Regions from separate parts of the Mus musculus genome. Here all the other regions are linked to region 3. Evidence: chromatin contacts called from public Hi-C and HiChIP or PLAC-seq data. All regions are on one chromosome and are shown on one strand. The core of a region is the stretch at or near the end of the contact, and the rest is flanking DNA. Distances in the headings are between cores, read along the strand shown.

What was found. Hi-C and Micro-C count contacts between places; a contact is called where the count stands out from the background. HiChIP or PLAC-seq counts read pairs in DNA pulled down with a chosen protein or histone mark.
Region 1: a contact with region 3 is called in an H3K4me3 HiChIP or PLAC-seq map of bone marrow-derived macrophages, with 4 times the contacts expected there. The contact joins two enhancer-like sites. A contact is called at or near these places in 5 of 39 promoter capture datasets (the C10 cell line, cranial neural crest, embryonic stem cells and 1 more), 1 of 484 Hi-C or Micro-C datasets (nephron progenitors), 1 of 115 datasets of contacts at active chromatin or transcription factors (bone marrow-derived macrophages) and 1 of 9 other capture datasets (adipose tissue).
Region 2: a contact with region 3 is called in a Hi-C map of bone marrow-derived macrophages, with 38 read pairs. The contact joins two enhancer-like sites. A contact is called at or near these places in 4 of 39 promoter capture datasets (the C10 cell line, the HPC-7 cell line, cranial neural crest and 1 more), 1 of 15 datasets of contacts at CTCF or cohesin (large pre-B cells), 3 of 484 Hi-C or Micro-C datasets (bone marrow-derived macrophages, cerebellum and cochlea), 5 of 115 datasets of contacts at active chromatin or transcription factors (CD8 T cells, the HPC-7 cell line, embryonic basal ganglia and 2 more) and 3 of 9 other capture datasets (adipose tissue, liver and pancreatic islet).

What each region holds. Positions count from the first base shown.
Region 1 is chr1:131,612,317-131,615,016 of GRCm38.p6, forward strand. No RefSeq gene overlaps it. Among named protein-coding and RNA genes, the nearest start is that of Avpr1b, 15 kb to the left of the region's middle. Within about 2 kb of position 1,310, at least 53 of the 459 cell types and tissues checked have an H3K27ac peak or open chromatin away from gene starts, as enhancers often do. A contact at or near this core is called in bone marrow-derived macrophages and liver, where this site is marked.
Region 2 is chr1:131,500,190-131,502,889 of GRCm38.p6, forward strand. The region is part of intron 2 of Srgap2 (SLIT-ROBO Rho GTPase activating protein 2); the gene reads right to left. Among named protein-coding and RNA genes, the nearest start is that of Srgap2, 26 kb to the right of the region's middle. Within about 2 kb of position 1,387, at least 20 of the 459 cell types and tissues checked have an H3K27ac peak or open chromatin away from gene starts, as enhancers often do. A contact at or near this core is called in bone marrow-derived macrophages, where this site is marked.
Region 3 is chr1:131,359,700-131,362,399 of GRCm38.p6, forward strand. All of the region lies in intron 5 of Srgap2 (SLIT-ROBO Rho GTPase activating protein 2), which reads right to left. All of the region lies in intron 3 of Gm51644 (a long non-coding RNA gene), which reads left to right. Among named protein-coding and RNA genes, the nearest start is that of Ikbke, 81 kb to the left of the region's middle. Within about 2 kb of position 1,287, at least 13 of the 459 cell types and tissues checked have an H3K27ac peak or open chromatin away from gene starts, as enhancers often do. A contact at or near this core is called in bone marrow-derived macrophages and liver, where this site is marked.

The DNA of each region.
Region 1 (2,700 bases), core at 60-2,559, 250 kb after region 3:
GGGATGGGAAGGGAACCAAAGCCATTTCTGAGCCCTAACCCCAGGATAAACTGAGTCATGCTGCTCTGTGTGGGAGATATGGATATATGTGGACACACACACATGCATATCCTGTGGATTGTAAAGTTCATTACTCCAGTACCTTAAAATCTACACAGGAAGTCTGAGCCTGCATCCACAGACTCAGCTCCCCAGCAGACTAAGGCTGGAGGCTTCTAAATGCAAGAGCTGCCTCCCGTGCTACAAGGCAAATTCAAGACCAGATTGGATGTTTTAGCAAGACCCTGTCTAAAAAGAAAAAAAGAAGAAAAAAAAAGAAAAGAGCTGGAGGCATAGCTCAGTGCAGAGCAATCCCTTATCAAGCAAACCAAATCCTAGGTTTAACCCCTGACCCTAGTGTTGCAAAAGTAAACAAACCCCAAATGGGTGTAGTGGTAGAACCTGCTTTCAGAAAAACAGTCAGTCAGTGCAGTCTCTCGTGGAAGGGACAGCTGGGGCCCAGATCCCTAAACAAGTACATTCTCCTTGTGCAAGTCACAAGAGAAAGTGCTAGCTCACATAGTGAGAGCCTGCCTTCTAAAATGAAACCAGAAACGGCAGCCCAGGCACGACTAGAACACCAGGTACAGGCAGCCCAGGCAGGAATAGAACACCAGGTACAGGGAGGGAAGAATGGATACGGGTATGTGGGAAGCTGAGCAGGTAATTGTGGAGATTCCTTGGGATGGATTTTTAAGTTATTAAAACCAGCTATTGATTTTCCAGGTGGCTATCTTGTGTTTTGTATGTAAATATGTCTTTGGTCTACCAAGTGACTATTAACACAGCCCAGGCTGCCACAGTTCTCTTCTGGGTCCAGAACCTCAAAGTCCTGGTTGAAATGAACCAATATGACTCTTTAATACCTAGGGTCATTCTGGCCATATTTATTTCTTATGAGCACTGACAATGGGCTTCACAATATACAATTAAAACATGATTTTTTTTTTTTCTAAGCAAGCAGCTCACTGACAAAGTACTGAAGGTAGCCAGGCGGTGGTGGCTCACCCTTTAATCCCAGAACTCAGGAGGCAGAAGCAAGCAGATCTCTGTGAATTCCGGGCCAGCCTGATCTACAGAGCGAGTTCCAGGACAGCCTGGATTACATAGAGAAACGCTGTCTCAAAAAAAAAAAAAAAAAGTCATGAAGGTACCAGGTCTGCAACCACAAGGTGGCAGTGTGGAGCCAGAGTAGCAGGTCCTGAGTGTTGTGTATGTCACCTCCCCACTCCCACACCCAAGCTGGGCTGGGCTGGGCTGGGCTAGGTGCCTAGCCTTACAGTAACTAACTAGATACACTGTGCTCCATTGATATTCCTGGGAGGCCTGTTCTTTTCTGAAGGGCAGTGGATCTGCATGAAAGCGTAGGTGTGTGTTTGGGGAACTGGGAGGAGTAGAGGGAGGGGAAACTGCGGTCCGGATATATTGCATGAGAGGTGAGTATACATGCGCGTGCACGCGCGTGCGCGAGCGAAGGAAAAAAAGAAAAAAAAGAAAAAAAAGAATCAGGTTGGGTTGAAGTCGGGCGATGGTAACATGAGCCCCTAATCCCAGCACTGAGGATGCAGAGGCAGACAAGTTTGAGACCAGCCTGGTCTACAGCCAGGGCTACACAGAGAAACCCTCTCCCAAAATACCATTTAAAAAAAGCAAATAAATAATAATAAGTAAATAAATCAGGTTAAAGCTCCTACTCAGCACCTCACCCCTACTCAGGACAGCCTGAGGCAACTATGAATCCCAGCTGGGTTGGGGGACTGGGAAAGACAGCCTTAAGAGTGTTGGCTTCTCATTGACTTCCTTCTACAGGTCACAAGGTGCATCTGACAAAGACAACATCTAAGAGACTTCTGTTGCTGTGGAAGGGTTACGCGTGGGGAATGTGCTGGAAAAACCGGAGACACATGCAGGACTGTTGGAGGGAGGGAGGGGTCCGGGGACTCCAAAACCAGATGAGGCAGGGTCAGTTTACTGCCTCTCTCTGATCTCGCGGAACCCTGAAATCTATATTGATCCAAGGAGCAGATCCACTAAACACACCTCTCACCCGGTGCGTCCAGCTCACTAGTGGCATGGTGGTGGAATCCTGCTGTAGCTCTGAGGTAGCATTTGCACGCTTGCTCCTTCAGAACAAGCCTTGTTCGACCCCCCCCCCCCCAGATAAGGTGGGCCTTGTTTGCTGACGTTTGTCTTTCCAGACACACAATCAACTGGCTGCTAAAGCACATCCATTTTTCTACATCTTATTATCACACAAGTTGGGGAAATTTTTATCCAGTGCTTCCCCCAGCGGAGGAGACCAAGGGGAACAGCATGATAGCTCCCCAAGGGAACGGATCCTCTAAGTTCATGGGACCATCACAAACAAAAGCTTTTTGATTGCTGGTGGGGTGGCATCTGGTGACTGGAGTTTACAGTCATTCTCTGTGGTCTACAGCCTCGCTTTCCTTGGTGTCAGTTACAGCCAACTGGAGCTGAGAACATTAACCAAAATAGGTACACAAGCTCAACGGTGTGATGAAATCTTGTCCCATCCCACTCCCTCCTGGCTCGGACATGGACATTGTCCAGCAAAGTCCTGGCAGAGGTGCTACCTGTCCATCAGTCAATTAGCTACACTGATTATCAGACTGATTATAACAGAGTGACGTGCATCAAAGA
Region 2 (2,700 bases), core at 137-2,636, 140 kb after region 3:
CCAACTTGGTCTAAATGGCAAGTTTTAGGCCAGCCAGGGCTACAGAGTGAGACCCTGTCTCAAGAACAAAACAACTCAGTATATAAAAACACTGGTACTTGAAGTTCTCTATTAAAAGACACTAAGATGTCACATACTAATGATAATGTGTATTTGTAAAGATCAAACCTGTGTTAAAAAGAAGAAGGAGGTGGTGGCTTTAATCCCAACAGGAGCCAACAGGAACAGGAGGATCTCTTGAGTTTGAGGACAACATGGTCTATGGAGTGAGTTACAGGACAGCCAAGGCTACAAGAGAAACCCTATCTGGGGGGGGGGGGGGGAAGAGGAGGAAGATTAGATGCAGATTAAAACTATCTCTGGAATAAAAGATGGATGGATTTGTGCTCATACACATGTATGTACACACACATCTAATAGTTATATGCCTTATAACCACAGTTTGGACCACAATGGACTATATATGTCTATTATACTGGAGCTCAACTATTTATGTCTCCTAATGATATTGTGGCCTTTGTATTACCACATAGCTTAACACTTTACTCACATGTTTGTGGTGATGCTGTGTCAACAAACCCACTGCATCGCCAATCATATCCATATAAAAGTACAGCACATATAATTATCCACATATATAATACTTGATAATGACAACAATTATTTTGCTTGTCATCTTCTAAGCTATACTTTTATGTTAGAATATATTATTTATGTAAAAATAAACTTCTTGTAAAACAGCATGTTGTATCACTAGTAGCAGCAGATGCATACATCTATGTGTTTACCACACCTCTTACTTAGCATCAAGAAGTGAATAATTAACCTACACCTACATCTAGGTTTGTCCACCACAGTCACACTATGACAAAAATCAGCCAATGAATGCATTTCTCATTACATGTTCCTATTGTTTCACAGAGACCACTAGAACATCTTTGTTACTGCACAGCCCAGCAAGTGATACATCGTGTCATTCTATCAAAACTTTACTTCCTGCAGGTCTGCAGCTCAGTGTAGATATCTGTCTAGTATGTAAAGGTCCTGAGGTTCAATCCTAGCACCATGGGAGGAAAGGACTTACATTCTTGTCTCTACAACAAATAAATGTAATGACAGAAATAAGAGTGCTTTTGATTGTCTAAAAGAAGAAAAACACAAGTACAAAAACAGAGGCAGAGAGAACAAAGGCTGCTCCATGGAAAGACAGCTTAGGTGCTAAGGGTCAGATCTTCAGGTCCAGGAGACTGACTCTGGGCCATGGTCCTCTATCCTGTGGTCCTCTCCTCACAAGGGCTTTCTTTCAGTAGCTTGTTCTCCATGCCAATCAATCTGCTTAGTCCAAGACCTTTTGACAACCAAAATACTAAGGAGCTCAGGTGTGGCCCAGCCAGGCAGGCCTGTACAGGTTCCCACCACACCCAGGTTGTAGGGTGGTAGAAAATGGAAAGAGCTAAGACTTTAAATGAATTGTTAATGATTTAAGCATTCAGAGTGACAAGCCTGGAAGATAAGACAAAGGGAACCTAAGAACAGTGAAACCAAATCAAGCCAAGAATACATTCGATATGGGGTGACTCCAACATTACATAATCCCTGCAGAAATGAAAGAAGCTGCCCAGAGAGGAACAAAAATGAAAAATCTATCCTAAAGTACTCAAGCCCACTGGCTGCTAGCTAACAAAGTAGTTCACATTTTTCTTTAAACTCTGTGGAGAGGATATGTGACAAGCTGCCTCTGTGGTTGTATCCTGTTGCTCTACAAACACTTACTTGACTCTGGGAATGTGAATGCTCCCTGTAGAAAAATGTTTTACAGTCAACACTAACAAATACCTATTTGAATCTTAACAGTGGGAAGTACAGGCAGGAGGAGCCTACCTTTTATCCTAAGCTATACAGTGAGTACCAAGGTATGCCTGGGATCCTCTGAGAGAATCTGTCTCAAAACCAGGAGCATCTCCAGGAAGTAAAAGTGACTATAAACATTCTATCCTTCCTGGTTTTCCCTCTTCATATATTTTTCTGAGATAGCTTTCTCCCCCAAGAAAGAATTTGGAAATGGTTTCTTACTTAGTCGAAAATGTCATCTTGAAAAGGGGGGAGGGGAAAGGTTCTGAAAAAAATGTACCCTGCTAGGAAGCCACCCAGAAGACATGTGCCTTTCCTTTATATAGTATTTTACAATCAAATTTGATTTTACAAGCCTGAATTTATCAAACTTAGAGGAAAAAAAGTAGTACAACACCAAAATTGACCTGTAAGAAGGACATCTGAGTTCCCATTCTCATTTCTAAAATCAATGGGTTTGATATTCTCAAGGTATTTTGATTTATTACTAAATACAAATGATTATAGGTCATGCTTAAAACTATCAACTCTTGAACTACCAACAGAATACCATAATCACCCTTTAAGTGCCCAACATTGCGAAACACCAGGGACAGGAACAAATGAAGTACGAAATAAATCTTTCCATCTGCACCAAATTTGAAGACAACCTCAATTAATTTACCAATAGGGTACACTGCATAACAACATTATTTGTCAATTTGATGGAGTTCAAACACACTTTGCCATGAAAAGTATGCTATGTGTTTCCTTTCAGTTCTTAAGATGGCAACTCCTAAGACCATACTGCAACTGAAACGCATCAAGTATATGCAAATCAAACACAACACAGAAAACTGATGTAATATG
Region 3 (2,700 bases), core at 37-2,536:
ATAGACAAACAGTATCAGGGGACTATTAGCTGACACTGATTCAAGGGAACAGGTGCTGAATTTCAATTTGAAACAGCCCTGCAACCAGCTGCTGCACCAAGTCAAGAAGACATCTTCAGAGATAATACAGAAGCATAAAACCTCTGGAGTAAAGATAGCCCCAGAGTGTCTCACTATCTCTCTCCCCGCCCTCTCTCATGTTACTGTTTCTTTGACTCTTCATGGCCAATCCATGTGGCTTCCCTGTCTCCATATATACTCTTTCCTGTAGGGGCTTCCTGGGTTTTCCAGACACTGCCTCTCTGTACAATTGAGGCAGACAATCAATCCAAGAGTTCTTTAGGAAGTACTGCACTCTGACTTCAAAGGCATTCCTACAACATGAGAAAGAAAATGAAAACCACTTTACTATGGCTTACAAGCTAGCCAGCTCATTGTGATGGAGAGGGGGATAATGGACCAGCATACATATGTGCAAGAATCTCTGGGATTGCTCTCTGGGAGAACAGCTGTGGGAAACTCCCCCTGGCACATAATGCTAACTCAGGGAAATCAAAGCCCCTTCAGGCAGAAGAAGAAGGTGCAGAGGAATAGCTGGCTACTTATCATGGGGTTCTGGATCTCTTGTTCAAAGGCATCTTTATTTAGAGCTACCTGGGCTCTGCCTCTTGGCTCATCAAAGTTTAAAAGTACTTAGATGATCAACCCTTGAGTAATTGGTTCCCTCAAAAGAAGTATTCATGGGTGTTAGGGGCAACTGCAAGAAGACCACTGAAAAATACAGTGGTCTTCATCTCTTCTTTCAATGACCCACAAATCACACATGATTTCTTTCTTTCTTTTCTTCTCTTCTCTTCTCTCCTTCCTTCCTTCCTTCCTTCCTTCCTTCCTTCCTTCCTTCCTTCCTTTCTTTCTTTCTTTCTTTCTTTCTTTCTTTCTTTCTTTCTTTCTTTCTTTCTTTCTTTCCCCCCCTCCCCCTTGAGACAGGGTTTCTCTGTGTAGCCCTGGCTGTCCTGGAAATCACTCTGTAGACCAGGCTGGCCTCAAACTCAGAAATCTGCCTGGCTCTGCCTCTCAATTGCTGAGATTAAAGGTGTGCACCACCAATGCCTGGCCACATATGATTTCTACTGCTGACAGGATCAGTGAAAGCAGTTCTTTCCTGTTTTCTTAAATAGAGCAAATAGGGAAATGCTCTTTAGAAGAAACTCTCCGTATTTCTTCCTAATGCCCAAAGAGTATATATATGGCAAATAGCTTTCCAAAGCTAGCAGCACATGGTAGTATCAAGTTCCTGCTTGAGGAAGCCACTATCTCATGTAGGGTGACTAACATCCTGCTCTCCTCAAGACTACCAATTCAGCACTAAAAATATGTCCTAGGAAACTGTTTAAGAGAAGGTTTCACTGTGTCACCCTGGCTGGCCTGGAACTCACGATGTTTAAGAGAAGGTTTCACTGTGTCACCCTGGCTGGTCTGGAACTCACGATGTTTAAGAGAAGGTTTCACTGTGTCACCCTGGCTGGCCTGGAACTCACGATGTTTAAGAGAAGGTTTCACTGTGTCACACTGGCTGGCCTGGAACTCACGATGTTTAAGAGAAGGTTTCACTGTGTCACACTGGCTGGCCTGGAACTCACGATGTAGAACAGACTGACTTTGAACTCAACCTGCCTCTGCTTCTCAAGTATTGAATAAAATGTGGCTCTCTCTCTCTTCATGAGCACTAGGCTAATCAGCAAAAAGGATATATAGTCACCCAAATCTCAGACCAGTCCTAAGATATTCTCACCCTACATAAACAACAACTTTTAATTCTAGTCTGTAACTTTCCTAATAATCTATACAGAATCTTCAAATTTATTTGGTCCTTCAAATTTATATAGTCTCATATTTTGAAAATATGAATTCCTCAATCATTGTCAGCCATATGGCATACAGGTATCAGAGCATGTCACTTGCTGCTGCTTCTGGGGAATTGCTGGGTGGAAAACAACAAACTTCCCACCAACTTTTATCATCATGCTGACTTGCAGTGCATGACTTCCAAGTGCATGCATCTAGTAGTCAGAGCAGGACAGATTCTCAGGTGTCTAATTTAGCAGTCTAGGCTCAGCACACCCGTGCTTTTGGAGCTTGATAACTATTGCGGCAAATTGTTCTGTACATTGTAGGATCCTCCAGTCACGACAACTAAAAACATCAGCAGACACTGACACACATTCTACTTTGTAGGAATGGGGGAGGCCACCATGTATAAGGCTCAGTGTACCAGAGTCTGTTCTGTCCTCTCTGGAAGTTCCTGGTGTCTTCTGTTTTTCTTTTTCCATTTAGATGTAAATAGCTAAGCCTTATTTGGGACTTGATGAATCTTAAGTATAATAATTCACCTCAAAGCAGGGAGCAGCACACGCACTGATTCTGCATGTGGATGCTAGGCTTTATGCTCTCTATTAACTATGGGCTCATGGTGGCCACAGAAGCCATCGCCAATACTGGTCTGAAGACTAAGCATAGAGGTCTCAGGGCTGGGAGATGGCTGAGTAGAGAGGCCTAATGACCTGAGTTTGATCCCCAGATCCCACAAGGTGGCAGGAGAGAACAAACTTCTAAGAATGATCCCTTATGCACACTCAAAATAAATACTAAAAATAATACATAGGGGATGGTAGGCACAGGGCTGGGGTGGGTGGGGAGAAT